Linked DNA regions of Mus musculus: regions 1, 3, 4 and 5 are each linked to region 2. Evidence: chromatin contacts called from public Hi-C and HiCAR-type data. All regions are on one chromosome and are shown on one strand. Each heading gives the region's core, a stretch centred on a gene start, on an enhancer-like site or on the middle of the called end of the contact. The rest is flanking DNA. Distances are from core to core; before and after follow the strand shown.

Region 1 (2,726 bases), core at 133-2,632, 340 kb after region 2:
TTGTTTCCCTAATTTATTTCTCAGCCTGTGTATCCTTTGTGTAGAGAAGGGCTACTGATTTGCTTGAGTTAATTTTTATATCCAGCTACTGTCCTGAAGCTGTTTATCAGGTTTAGGAGTTCTCTGGTGGAATTTTTGGGGTCACTTATGTTTATTATCATATCATCTGCAAATAGTAATATTTTTACTTCTTCCTTTCCAATTTGTATCCCTTTAATCTCCTTTTGTTGTCTAATTTCTCTGGCTAGGACTTCAAGTACTATATTGAATACGTAGGGAGAGAGTGGGCAGCCATGTCTAGTCCCTGATTTTAGTGGGATTGCTTCAAGTTTCTCTCCGTATCATTTGATGCTGCTGCTTTTCTTTTCCCCTTTTCTTTTTGTCATCTCATTAGATGAACACCGAAATTCATTCTGTAACTTGGCTATTGGGAATAACTTAAGAAGTTTTTCTTTCTGTTTTAATATGGGATGCCAGGAAAGGGACAGGAACAATAGTTTGTCTTGGTCTTTGTGGAGGGAGCTTTGGGGTGTTTGTTTGCAGTGGTAGAAATCAGTCACAAGGGCCTTAGCACCTTATTTTCTTAAAGCCCAGCCCAGTGACACAAATCTGTAATCCCGGTGCTGGAGAGACAGAGTCAGGGAGCTCCCAGAGTTTACTGACCAGCTAGTTCCAGGTTCAGTGAGAGGTCCTGTCCCCAAAATAAGGTGGAGATCAATAGAAGCCACCTAATGCTGACTTCTGGCCTCCACATCTGCACAAATGGGAGCGCACACACACACACACACACACACACACACACACACACACACACATATTGCATAGCCCACTTGGTAACAGATTTAGGCATCCTATCTTGAAAAGCATCTTAGGCATGCGCCCCCTGATCACATTTCAGAAAGCACAGATAGAAGTTCACGGGCAGAACCACAGAACACATCACCAATGATGTATTCAGTATGGGAGGGCCTTCTGGTAGAAAGAGGGCAAAAGAGTAACAGGATTTTAGGAGAAGTTGTATCTGGTCATTAACCCCACTGTTTTAAGTTTAAAGTTTATAGGAGATCCATTTAGATAGCAATTTTTTCAATGCTTAGCCACACCTCTTACATAAAACCTTGTTTTCTGGGATGCATGTTTTGCTGTTATGATTCCTATTTTGACCTTTGAAGAAACCGATGGGGATTTGTGGGGACCAAACTCCTCCCCTTGTCCCGCTGCCACCACTTGAACACATTTCTGAAACAGTAAATATGTCACTCTCTAACTGCCTGTCCCATCCTGCAGCTCTTTCACAGCTGCTTCCTAGTGCCTGGCTTCTGACCCCAGCCTGCCCTGGCCTTGGTCTGCTGCTTCCATCCTGACTCTGACAACTGCTAATGACCTCACCCCACTGGGGAGACTAGATAGGACAGTTGTATTCTAAAAGGTCACCAGTCAATGGAGTGTTTGGAACTCAAAGAATTTCCCCACAGAAAACTATCATTATAAAGAGTGATGATTCCCAGACCCATCCACAAAGGCCCATTTAGCTCACTATGGTGCTACTGCAGATGCCCTAAGCCACCTTCTTTCCTAAGTCTGTGAAGTTGGCCTGGAGGCACAGAGCAAAGAGAATGGTGGGGCCCCTTGAAATTTAACAGTCCCCATGGAAACATGGAAGGGGAAGCTCCAATGTTGCAGGAAGCTAGAAAGAGCTTGATTAGTATCACAGACTGAGTTCACCCAAGCAGAGGTGAAGAGGACAGGGAGTTCAAGACACATAGCGGAGGGCACCTCTGCTCAGGAATGGCTGTAGCCAGAGCTACAGCAGACTAGGAAGAGTCCCGGGGACAGGGCATGGGACCAGCGATCTTTTCTAAGTAGACTAACCTGATCCAGTGCTCCTCCTGACTGTCCTGTACCTGCCCTGCCCCTCCTCTGGATTTTAGAATACTCCTTGTAGCTAGAGTTGGGCTACTTTGTAGGTTCGTTCTTCTACCCCTCTCCATCCCTCTTCTTCCACCCTTTCACACCCCTAACACTAGGTAGAAGAGAAAGAAGAATAGAAGGTAGACAGAGAGAGAAAGAAATCCCCCCAAAAAACTCAGGTGTAGGAAAGGGTGCTAAGTTTTTATTAAACTACTTCCTGCTGATTAGGGACATGGAGCTCCTTTGGGCAATTTGTTCTTCACTGTAAGGATATTTAACTCCTCTTCCTCCTTCTCCTCTTCCTCCTCCTCCTCTTCCTCTCCTTTTTCCTCTCCTTCCTCTTCCTTTTCCTCTCCTCTTCTTCTTCTTCTTCTTCTTCTTCTTCTTCTTCTTCTTCTTCTTCTTCTTCTTCTTCTTCTTCTTCTTCTTCTTCTTCTTCTTCTTCCTTCTTTGTCCACAACTACTTAACAAACCACCACCAACAGTATTCAACAGCCAACAAACAACAACCCACCGAACAGTCACCCCACCACTCAGGGGCCTAGCATTTATATAACCTTGGAAGAATCCCCAGCATTACAAACACCACACACTCACAGAAACAATCAGCAGCTGGCAAAATCACATGACTGCTAGAGCATGAGGCAAATCCTAGTCAGCTGCTGTGAACAATCTGAAGCAGCCCCATAACCCACACCTGGGATTAAAATGAAAACATATTCTCACAATATGTCTGTATTTTTAAAGAAACCAAAATTTTGAATATAAGTCTTCACCATATTCTTCTGTATGTCTGACTACTATATCTTGTTTAC
Region 2 (2,700 bases), core at 18-2,517:
AAAAAAAGGTCTTTAAAAAAATCAGTGCAACGTGTGATATATTTATTAGGTATTTTTATCCACAAGTAGTTCTGAGTCGGGCTTAGGAAGGCAGACTCTGCCTCTTATCAGCTAGCTTTGCATCACCTATTATGGGATGCTAGAGCACCACCACTGGAAGGCTCTTAGAGGCCAGGTGGTAAACGCAGGCCATGGATCAGCAGCATCAGCATTACCTAGGAGTCTGTAAGAATTTCAAAGCCTGGACCTTACCTTACCCCAGGTTAGAATTTGCATCTTAATGAGATCCCCAGGTGCACATTAAAGTTTCTGAAACACAGCTGTTCAGTTGGTCTGGTTTTCCTTCAGATTTTCAAACAAAAGAAACCGCAGTCCAGAGAGAGCAAGGACAAGAGCCGGGAAGAGAATCTGACCTTTTTATTTTATGGCTTGTGTGTAGGACCATGCACCACCCACCTCCAGCATCCCGATGACAGCCGCAGCCCAGACTACCCCCATCTCAGCTCTGTGAGAGCTTCGGCATTCTTCATCAGGAAGAGAATAGTCTTTCTGAGTCTTCCTCCAGAAACTCCTCCCTCCCTTCTTATTCCCAGTATCCTCTAAGGATACTCAGCTTTCAAAATGCAGACTTCCAAATTTTCGTAATAAAATGAACTAAAAACTCTTTGGGGAGGAAAGTGATTTTCCCGTTGCATTTGTTTACTCTCGGTGAGCTCCTGAGACGGCTAACACACTAGTTGTTAATCACACCATCTGTTCAAACGGCACTGTGGAACCATTACATTCATCCTTTCTTCTTTTTACGGAAAAAAAAATTTCAGAACACTATGTTTGCGTCTGTTTTGCTCCATCACCTGGCAGTGTAGTGTAAGCTAGTTAATCTTTCCAGTTGAAAATAACTTTCAATTGGCAAATACGTATTTTTAATGTTCATATATCACATACACAGACTCCTCCCCCCCCCAAAATGTGTCCTTTGACATTCCAAACATGGAAAACGCTAAAAGAAAAAGAAAATCTGTTACAGACTGTATGCTTGTCAAAGTTTTAAGCATTTGATTATATTTAAATGAAGCATTCAGGACGATGATTTGTCTGACTGACCCGGAAAATATTTTCCCCGTTGGCCCTGAAGATGGCAGTGCTGTGCAGTTTAGAACAGCTCTTCGTTTCCCCCCCCCCCCCCCACCCCCCCGCCTCACCTCCCCCCCTAAGGAATTTCTGGAATGGCAGAAAGTGGGGGAGGATCCACCAGATCTGAACCTTCTAACACTTAGCACAAACCTCTCCTGAACCCTGGGACAATCTGGTTTGTCTTTCAGTCTCTTTGTTTTTGTTTAAGACTGTACCTTATTCGTTTCCTGTTTCCAGTCGCAATAGAAATGGGACTAGTTGAACGATTATTCCCATGTCGCGGGTAGCCAAGGAAGCGACTATAGCTTACCGAGAAGCTGGTTTGCAACAGCCTGCCTTTTTTTTTTTTTTTTCTTTAATTCTAACAAAGGCTTTACCCAAGATAAACTGAATACTAGAGGTTTTGAGAGCCCACTGGGACCACATCTCTGGCAGCCTCCCTCCGTCTCCTAACTCGGGACGCCTGTTGTATCACATTCTTTACATTTTATTAGCAGGGACTAGAAGAGTCGGTTTGGGGCAGCATATACCAAAGGCGGTCTCTTGACCCTGTCATTGTGAGGTGTTGGCGGGGAGAGAGAGGGAAGAGGCGTGTATATGCCTAACTTTGGGGACTCTTAAAATAGGGTTGTTTAACTAGCCAGAAAAGACTTATTGAAAACAAGCACACGAGGGCTCTTATGTGACATTCTGTCACCAATAAACCAGTAGTGCTTATGTCCTCTGAGCCAACTTCCCCCACCCCCACCGTGGCAAATGCCTCAGCAGTATCTAATTTAACCTTCACCACCACTGTCTGAGGCAGACACAACATCCCTTTGCTGGAGGTTTTTGCCTTTATACGTGGAAACTAAGGTCATGAGACTAGATAAAATTGTTGGGCTTTACATTTTGAACTCTAGAATATGCTGAAGCATTCATCGCCTTGAATTTTGGTTCAATGGAGAGATAACAAAATATTAAGCCCTTATCAATGAAGCATATTTGGTACCCACTTAATGATAAAGAAAAGGAGAGGCCAAGGCTCTAGTACGTCATTCTACCAAGGGCTACACAATTGCAGAGAAGCCAAGCCCCCAGGAAACATACCATTTGTTTTGAAAAAAAAAGGGGGGGGGTGGTTCTAGATAGAAGACTGTATGATGTTAGGCATCTTAATCTAGTGCAACATCTTTAAAGATGAGGGCAACTTAAGAATCGTTCCCTATCTTTTTTCAAAATTTCCACTTGGAGTTTTCAAAGTCAAAGTTTCCCCTCCCCCATCCATCTTGTACTACAAAACAACCATCTCTCTCCCCTTGTGGCGCCTCTCCTACCCCCCCTTCCCCACTTCTCTCCTCTCTCCTCCTCTTCTTCTTCTCTCTCTCCCCCCTTCTTTCCCCTTCCCTTCTCCCTCTCTCTGGCTAAGAGTGCAAAGCAGCTGGGGTGGAAGGTGAAAGATAAAAGCACAAGGATAATCTATCTGTTAGTATTTCAAAATTGTTACTGCGACCAGAAAGAAGGCAGTGTTTACCCTTCTCCCCCAAATGCCTTGGGCGGAGATCACGTCCTACAGAGATTAGACTA
Region 3 (2,711 bases), core at 155-2,654, 290 kb after region 2:
GGAAAGACTTCTTTGGTCAAATCTCACTCTCACCAGTGTTGGTGAACTTGATAAAACACCCGAGTCATAGACTCTAAAACCCCAACGAATATCTAAGTTACAAAGAGGGTGGTGGTACTGAGTGTGTAATTGCTACTGTGAAGAGGAATTAAGAACAATCCTTACTTAGACTTTTTTCTTTCTTTCTTTCTTTCTTTCTTTCTTTCTTTCTTTCTTTCTTTCTTTCTTTCTTTCTTTCTTTCTTTCTTTCTTCCTTCCTTCCTTCCTTCCTTCCTTCCTTCCTTCCTTTCTTTCTTTCTTTCTTTCCTTCTTTCTCATGGGAGGTGGGGGTGGGGGAGGTCTAAACCACCATCATACTTTTCTAAAACAAGAATTCTGGCCATGACCAGATAAGCGTGTTGAAGATAAAATTGTGGGGGCTGCTAGGATTGATCAGTGGAATAAAAGCAACTGCAACACCAGCCCGAGGACCTGAGTTCAGACCCAGAATCTACGTTAAAGGTGGGAAAAGGAAGCTGGTTCCGTTGATTGGTTCATCTCCGTGCCCACCCACACATATGCACGTTTCATACAGTACTAATAAATAGCAAATTTTAAACATGACTCTGAAGATAGATTTTTAAGTGACCTAGGACTGGCCATCTATTTAAGAAACCAACATGTAATATACAAGCAGTTACTAGCTAATATTCTAGATGTTGGACACACCTAGATGAAAAGAGCGACCTGTATTCAGAACACTTGAAATTTAGCATAACTAAAGGAGTTAGGTACAGGTAACTAAAGCATGGATGAACCCTGAAGGCAAGCAGCATGAGCGAAATGATGGAATAATTATGTATATTGTATCATTGCAAGGACATGGAGTGTCCACAGAGGCAGACTTGTAAGCTGGAAAGCAGACTACTGGGGCGTGTGACAGAGGCAGAGAAGAGCGGCAGAGGTCGGCTAATGACACGGCTTTGTTTGGAGAAGAGAAAATGAAGTACGGTGATTGCAAACTGAGACGAGTGTTTTTCAAATACTGAATTGGACAATCAAGCAGATAAACGTAGGTATATAAATTCAATCCCAAAAACTATGCTAAAAAATTAGTAATGATAAACGCATTCCCAGAATGGAAAGATAAAATAACTTTAAAAAGATTTAAAGGCATGCATATTCTGTGTTGAAACAGGCTCAAAGTATTGATGAACAATCGTTCTAAAATAGAGCTCTAGGGCCATCCGAGACTCCACTGGAGCTTGAAACTAAAAAAAGATGTCTCAAAAGTGTATTCTCATGAGTCCCTCCCCAGGAAGCTAGCAAAGGATGTCCTCAAAATAACAAAAAACAAAAATAAATGAGTAGCCAAGAAAGAGGAAAACATGGGGCCCAGCTTCTGGGAAGATAACGGATTTCCCATGAAGATAACTGGTCAGGAAACTCAGCTGCCCGCCGAGATGAGAAGATAGTGCGAGGTCAGGGAGCCTCTGGGAGTGGAGGCGTGGTCAGCGTCGAACTGAAGTTCATTTCCTGTGGGCATCCATGCCCAGACACTTTCTGCAGGGTTTGTTTGTTTTGTTTTGTTTTTTAAATTAAAAGCTGAAACACTAACATTTTTTAAAACGAGGTAATTATTAACTACTAAACTAACAGTTGTATAATAAAGGAGTCACAACTCTAATACAACAAATTATAAATGGTGAACAGTATTAATTTGAATGTAGCATTATAAATTCACAGTATTTACTCAAAAAACAGGACATAATTATCATGATTATTTTTTGAGAATTTCATGGATTAGTATGGTATTTACATCATTTTCCTTTTCCTCTCCTCCCTCCAAGTCCTTCATGTCCTTCTCCCTTTTTCTTAAATTCAAGACCCGTTATTCTTTAATCCATATATATATTCATATACATATTCATATATATTCATATATGTGTAATTCATATATATGTAATTCATATATATGTAATAAAATAGCATATATATGCTATATATATATGTGCTATTCTGTTACAAATAACACATATAAATATGTAACAATATATAATCCATATATGGATATATACATTTATCTGTCTTTATAAACACAACATGCCCAGATCATTTAGTGTTGCTTATATGTGTTTGGGGCTGACCTCTTGGGACTAGCTAGCCTACCAAGGGCTCTTCTGTGGAGAACACTGATTCTTTTTCTCTCAGCAACCACTAATCGTCATCTTCTTCCAGGGGTGAAGCCTTATGAGAATTCCCCACTCGTGTTGGTCTGTCAGCTGGTGGTGTCATTGTGCAGACTTCCTGGGCACTGCTTCCCTGTCATATATAGAAGATATTATCTTGAAGCAGATAGCATCTGGTACCCTCTCCTCTTTCTAAAGAGGACGCAGGGCACAGTGTGCTGTGTAGTCCTCTGTCTTAATTCAGAAAGAATGGAGCACAGCCAGAAGGAAACAGAAGGTATGCAGCATTACTGTCATAACGATTGCTGTGTCATGTCTGCCACACTGCAGATGTTCCATCCACAAACTAAACCATATCTTTTTTAGCAAGTCTACTTCCTTAGCATGCATTCTCTGGTCCTGTAAATAACATCACATTTTCAGGGACAAAGAGTTAATTGACTTAACCAGAGTTGAAGTCCATACACTGGGCGGTGGTAGATCCACACAACAGGAAAAATTATCACAGAATTTTGGATCTAGTTGCAGAATTGGAGTCTGATT
Region 4 (2,700 bases), core at 150-2,649, 380 kb after region 2:
AACTGCACGGTCTTAGGCAAGAAACCTGAGCCCTTTCAGATTTCAGTCTCTTCCTCGCACAATGGTACTGACCAAGGTAGCAGAGCTAAATGATTTAGGGTTCATGAAGTATTCATACTTTATGTGAACTGGCCTGCAATAAACAATAATTATTAGAGTTGCGATTATCCATTTTCTCTGCAAAATCATTAGGTGCAAGAAAGTAATAAATTTTCTTCAAAAGATTTTTTTAAATCAGATCCTTCTGTAGCAATGATTGTTATTTACCTAAAACTGAAATACAAAACAATGGGAGCATTAGTGCCCATGTTTTCTACAGCCCTGTACCTCCTACCATGCATAGGGTCTAGCATACAGGCACAGACCTAAGGTGGCCAAGATCTGTTGACAAATTACTTAAAAAGACCAGTGGACAAGAGAACAACTTTTCTCCTGACCTTGAATTCACCTCACCAAAACTTTGCTCATGAATTCAACTTCTACATTTCTTTTCCAAACATGACAAGAATTTCAGTTCCATGCTGAAGAAGCCTTTCTGTCCTCAGTAGTAATTATCAAAGGGAATTGGAAAAACTGGAAGTAGATCAGATAGGTAAAGTACATGACTGGCCCCAACTGGAGAGTTTCCTGGTATAGATTTTTATCAAAGAAAATAATGCAGAGGACCCCATTTTGGAGATATGAGTATTTCTATGGAAGGCAGGAAAGAGATCTATCTCTGATAGGAAGAGACCAGCAGACCTCACCAGTACTGGAGTGAAAACAACTTCTTGACAAAACTCACTGAGACTTTATTGTGGCTGTATCTTCAGAGCCACACTATGGGAAAGACAAAATGAATCTCATGTGAGGGATGAAGATACTGAGTCATGGAAGAGTTTGACACGTGCTCAGAATCATAGCTGGCAAGCGGTAAGTGCAAGATTTAAGTCCAGGCAAGCAGATTCCAGCTACCGCTTAGCCAGCACATGACACTGCCCTCTTCATTAAATCTGCGCTGTCTTCTGCACTGTGGCTGAACACATAGGCTTGCTTGACAAGGGCTTTGATGGCTGTGCCAAAAGGTTAAATAAAAACTAAGCAGAGGATTTGTATTCTACAAGTTCTGGTTATTGTCCATCTCTGGGTCCAGAGTGAGAGAAAAGGTCAAAAGCCAGGAAAAAAAAGGAGAAAGAAGAAAGAAAATGATAACAAATAGAGAAGGAGCAAGAAGAAACCCCTTGGAGTATAAGATAGCAGTAAATTTAGACAGGTCTTACTGAAGTATAGGAGAAGATTCCAAAGACTCCCTTAGCAGAGTTCAGGGAGGACAAATGGAAGCCAGTGGCACACCGATTGCTAGAACTGTAGTTTTACCCCATGACCCAGATTTCTTTGCTGAAAATAGCTCCCTAGTTTTTCCTTTAAAAACAGCCTCCCCTTCCCTCCTGACTCTCATATGAATTCTGGGGCTGATTCAACTACACTCCTGTGCCCCACGTTTAAAATACTCAGCATCCTCGTGATAGCTGGGATGATCGAGGATGGCAGAATCTCAACTAGCCATGGGGTTTTGATTGATTTATAAGAAACGAATTGGATCTTCTTCCGGACAAACTGGTGTGCTCTGGGCCTAGACTTGGCTGTGGGCATCCTTTCGTATTAATGGGCAAAGCCGGCCTCAAATGAAGAGAACATAAGGGGTAAGACAGCTGGGGAGGCATGTGGTTTCCCGGAGGTCTCTCTCACATCAGAATCTGCTGAACCTACCAACTTGACTCATTAGTTCTGTGAGTCAGGAACAAAACCTGCCACTAAATTCACTTAATTTGGTTTTCTGCCATTTGTAACAGAATCCAGACAAGTCTATTGAGTCACAGAGAAAGTCCAATAATGGTCATTTTATTTACTCAGACATTTTTACTCTTTTATTTTATGTCCACACATAGAAATGTCTAAAAGGATAGCTTCATTTAGAACTCCAGTCTCATGATACCTTTCTTCCCTTAAATTCTAAAATGTCTTTCTTGTACATTTTTTCCTGTTTTTAAGACCCAAATTATCACATATCAAAAAAAAAAAACAATCATATAGTGTGTTGAATACTTACCCATATAGTTGCCTTATTAAGCTGCCACTTCTAAGCACAAGGAAAAACTGCCATTAAGAACTTAATACAGGGCGGCTCCTTAGGCAGCATGTGAGATAACTTAGGAAATTTCTTTTAAAAAATACTATAACTGGTGGAAATCTAAAAGGGATGAAGTCAAGCAGAACAGTATTCCTCCCATTTCAATAAAAGTAACAGAGGAAGCTGAGGAACTTGAAGGGTACATTAGGAAAAACCAATTTAGAAAACGTGGTGCAAAACCCAGAAGCTTTTGTTCTCATTAAATCTTTAGGTGATTCCAGCCTTAAGGAAATCTTAAAGTCTTATTGGACATCAGCGAAGACACTGGTCCATGGTACATGTGGACCTGAGTTGATAGAGGCAGACAAGGATGGATCCTTAGGGATAAATGTGAACTCTCACAGTGCGTTTTGTCTCATGTGACCATTGTTAAGCAAAGTGGTGCTCAGGAAGGTTGTTCATCACAATTAGCATGACTCGGAGTAATTACATTTGCCACACTCATCAAGATAGAACTAAAACACACTTAAGCGTTCTAGTATATATACAGAAAGCCCACTCTTTGTGTCTCTTTAAAAGCGTTAAGATGG
Region 5 (2,700 bases), core at 8-2,507, 480 kb after region 2:
AGTATTATAAAATTAAGTGGTTTGAGCAAAAAAACAAACAAACAAACAAAAATTTCTCGGGAAGCTGTGCTGCCCCCTCCCAAATTAAGAACCCCCGTAATGTCATTTTACAGTTCCTATTGTTTCCTGAGAAACTTTTTGCTTGTGAGGACTTGTTCATGACTATCGGAGATGTGTTCCCTGGAGACTCTAAATCCCACGGTAGCAGAGCTTGTGTATGTTGTTCCCTTTTATTCCAGCCAGTGCTTAGCTTGGTGATTTCTGGCACACAGTATGTTCATGGTCTCTATCCATGATAGAAGGTCAACCTATGTGGGTCACCCAGTGACCTGACAGAACAATCACTGGAAGGGACTATTGGCTCACTGGAACAGACAGCCATAAAGGTCTACGATAAAGACACTGGTATTTCCTAGGAGCAAGGAGACCTCCAGATCAAACTCTCTTTTGCATAAGCCCATGGAGCCTTCTCATAAGCAGTGTGACTTGTGGGTCTTTATTGCATCGCTACAGATCTCCAGAAGACAGGGCCTAGGCCTGTCCACACTCGCACATAGGTTCTGCACTCAGTCTCCCGTGTGGGGCTCAGGAGTGCTTTACACTAAGGCTTGACTTGTCTGGTTTGCACCGCAAGCTTGTAAATTGAAGACAAATTAGATGGAAATCATGAAAAGGTAATTTCATAAGATATTGGTGTGTTAAAGTTTCATTTTCTTATTTGGTCTGATGCAATTGAGTTAAAATAGATTGGGATATCATTAATAAAAATACCAAAATGAAAAATTATTGATGTTCATATTTTAACTCAGATTTAAGCTCTAAAGCAAATGCTGTTTGGATGAGCTCGGGACCTGTTGCTTCTTTATTCCATTTCAAAGGAGATAAAATCCTATGACATGCTAGAAGATGAACAAACTCCTTTCTTCATCAGGATGCTTTGGCTAACACCATCAGCAGCCAGAGAACAAACACTTAAATTAGTTTAACGTTAAGCAGAAATATGTGTAGCATCTTGTCTGTTTCTCTAACACTTATTATAAAGTATCAAGGAAAGAAGCATATTATGATTTTTTTTCTAGTTTTAGGCATTTGAGGGACCTATACCCTTAATAACAACAACAACAAGACAAAAAATAACCAAACCAAACAAAACCCCAGGCACAGTATTTAGAAAGGTACTTAAGACAGGTCAACACAAGCTGCAAAATACTGGCTCGGGAACACTTTAATCTTTATCCTTGCCTTCTTGTTTATTTTTAGACCAGGAAAGGAAGACAGCCTTTCCTGCCTTTTCAGCTTCCTAATGATATCTCAACTCGCCCTGATTCAGTGCGGAGGAAAGGAGTTTTCTGCATCTGTTGAGCTGGTGTCATCAAATGCAGCTAGTTAGGGGACTTGTGACATTTCACTTTATTTAAAATTCAGTACCACTTTCTAAAATCTTCCTGGCATAAAGTTCATTAAGAGCTGATGTCATGTGCTAATAGTATTGATGGTTGTCGTAATCTGTAGAAGAAAGAAAGAAAGAAAGAAAGAAAGAAAGAAAGAAAGAAAGAAAGAAAGAAAGAAAGAAAGAAAGAGAGAGAGAGAAAGAGAGAAAGAGAGAGAGGGAGGGAGGGAGGGAGGAAGGAAAAGAAAGAGAGAGAGAAAGAAAGAAAGAAAGAAAGAAAGAAAGAAAGAAAGAAAGAAAGGAAGAAAGGAAGAAAGAGAGAGAGAGAAAGTCAGTCCATGGTTTGCTTTTCTGGTCTTTCTATGAAGTATTGCTGCTTTTTGCCTGGAATTACGATGGCTGTGAGCTCCTTAACTGACTTACAAAACGCTTGTGGTTACATCTGTTTATCCAACATACTTTCTCAGAGTGCTGGGTGCTCAAAGACTCCGTGGTGAATAAGGCTCAGTATACAGTCTCTGAAACAAGATGGCTTGTGCTTCCCCATGCTTGTGTAAGGATTCACTCAATCCACCTTGAGAGATGCTGGTCCCTGTTGCTCAGAGGTGCCATGCTCAGCACATCTTAATCTTCAAATCTTTAAGTACTGTTTCGGCAATCTAGGTAGGAGTCCAGGAAGAGCACAGAGACTTAATCGTTGATCCATTCATCGGCAAGCACGAACTGTCTTTGTGGCAGAAATATCCTGTGCTACATGTGGGTAATATGAAAAGTAAAGTCATTACCAAGCCAGTCCTGGTGGTGTGTACCTGCTAATCCCAGCACTCAAAAGAAAACCAGGAAGATTAGGAATTCAAAGTCAGCCTAGGTGACACAATTAGACCCCTTCTCGAGGAAAAAAGAAAAGAGTCACGTTGCTGCCTGCCAGGAACTCACATTTCAACTGGGAGCCCAAATGAGTAGAATTTTACCATCCGGTATAGCAAGTGTTATTATACTTATGTAACTACCCTTTTTATAATGGAGTGGTGTAGTGTTTTCTTATCCTCTCTTTATAATACCAGCCCTAATGAGATCAGTTAGCAGGGCCTTTCCTGGAAAACCCCCATGGAGCCTAACCTTGTTATATGTTCCTCCTGCAGCTATCTTTCCCAGCTTCCTTTGCAGACAGTTTGGGGCCCAGAGATTGAGTATGACTGAGCAGAAGTAACATGTATCTCGGTCTGGGCAGGGAACCCTGTACACAATCATTTCTGGTCATTAACTTTTCTAGGTGGATCTTGAAGGCCAAAAGGAGGACAGTCTTCCTA

Evidence for each region. A called contact is a pair of places that touch in the nucleus more often than the background predicts. HiCAR-type assays count read pairs that join an accessible place to other places.
Region 1: a contact with region 2 is called in a HiCAR-type map of fibro-adipogenic progenitors, with 7 times the contacts expected there. The contact joins two enhancer-like sites. A contact is called at or near these places in 16 of 484 Hi-C or Micro-C datasets (the HL-1 cell line, the HPC-7 cell line, the N1E-115 cell line and 9 more), 11 of 115 datasets of contacts at active chromatin or transcription factors (bone marrow-derived macrophages, embryonic stem cells, epiblast stem cells and 6 more) and 1 of 9 other capture datasets (embryonic stem cells).
Region 3: a contact with region 2 is called in a Hi-C map of the N1E-115 cell line, with 4 times the contacts expected there. The contact joins two enhancer-like sites. A contact is called at or near these places in 2 of 484 Hi-C or Micro-C datasets (the HL-1 cell line and the N1E-115 cell line) and 4 of 115 datasets of contacts at active chromatin or transcription factors (bone marrow-derived macrophages, embryonic stem cells and fibro-adipogenic progenitors).
Region 4: a Hi-C map of the N1E-115 cell line shows a contact between it and region 2, with 3 times the contacts expected there. The contact joins two enhancer-like sites. A contact is called at or near these places in 1 of 15 datasets of contacts at CTCF or cohesin (the NIH/3T3 cell line), 7 of 484 Hi-C or Micro-C datasets (the N1E-115 cell line, bone marrow-derived macrophages, cortical neurons and 1 more), 8 of 115 datasets of contacts at active chromatin or transcription factors (bone marrow-derived macrophages, cardiomyocytes, embryonic fibroblasts and 5 more) and 1 of 9 other capture datasets (embryonic stem cells).
Region 5: a contact with region 2 is called in a Hi-C map of the N1E-115 cell line, with 4 times the contacts expected there. The contact joins two enhancer-like sites. A contact is called at or near these places in 11 of 484 Hi-C or Micro-C datasets (the HPC-7 cell line, the N1E-115 cell line, bone marrow-derived macrophages and 5 more) and 19 of 115 datasets of contacts at active chromatin or transcription factors (the NIH/3T3 cell line, bone marrow-derived macrophages, craniofacial prominence and 13 more).

Annotation. Positions count from the first base shown.
Region 1 is chr2:61,060,922-61,063,647 of GRCm38.p6, reverse strand. No RefSeq gene overlaps it. Among named protein-coding and RNA genes, the nearest start is that of Gm39833, 65 kb to the left of the region's middle. Within about 2 kb of position 1,382, at least 21 of the 459 cell types and tissues checked have an H3K27ac peak or open chromatin away from gene starts, as enhancers often do. A contact at or near this core is called in fibro-adipogenic progenitors, where this site is marked.
Region 2 is chr2:61,400,903-61,403,602 of GRCm38.p6, reverse strand. No RefSeq gene overlaps it. Among named protein-coding and RNA genes, the nearest start is that of Gm39834, 32 kb to the right of the region's middle. Within about 2 kb of position 1,267, at least 177 of the 459 cell types and tissues checked have an H3K27ac peak or open chromatin away from gene starts, as enhancers often do. A contact at or near this core is called in the N1E-115 cell line, fibro-adipogenic progenitors and heart atrium, where this site is marked.
Region 3 is chr2:61,109,499-61,112,209 of GRCm38.p6, reverse strand. No RefSeq gene overlaps it. Among named protein-coding and RNA genes, the nearest start is that of Gm39833, 17 kb to the left of the region's middle. Within about 2 kb of position 1,404, at least 4 of the 459 cell types and tissues checked have an H3K27ac peak or open chromatin away from gene starts, as enhancers often do. A contact at or near this core is called in the N1E-115 cell line, where this site is marked.
Region 4 is chr2:61,021,645-61,024,344 of GRCm38.p6, reverse strand. No RefSeq gene overlaps it. Among named protein-coding and RNA genes, the nearest start is that of Gm13582, 48 kb to the right of the region's middle. Within about 2 kb of position 1,399, at least 4 of the 459 cell types and tissues checked have an H3K27ac peak or open chromatin away from gene starts, as enhancers often do. A contact at or near this core is called in the N1E-115 cell line, where this site is marked.
Region 5 is chr2:60,918,873-60,921,572 of GRCm38.p6, reverse strand. It overlaps a transcript of Rbms1 not described here. Among named protein-coding and RNA genes, the nearest start is that of Rbms1, 39 kb to the right of the region's middle. Within about 2 kb of position 1,257, at least 7 of the 459 cell types and tissues checked have an H3K27ac peak or open chromatin away from gene starts, as enhancers often do. A contact at or near this core is called in the N1E-115 cell line and heart atrium, where this site is marked.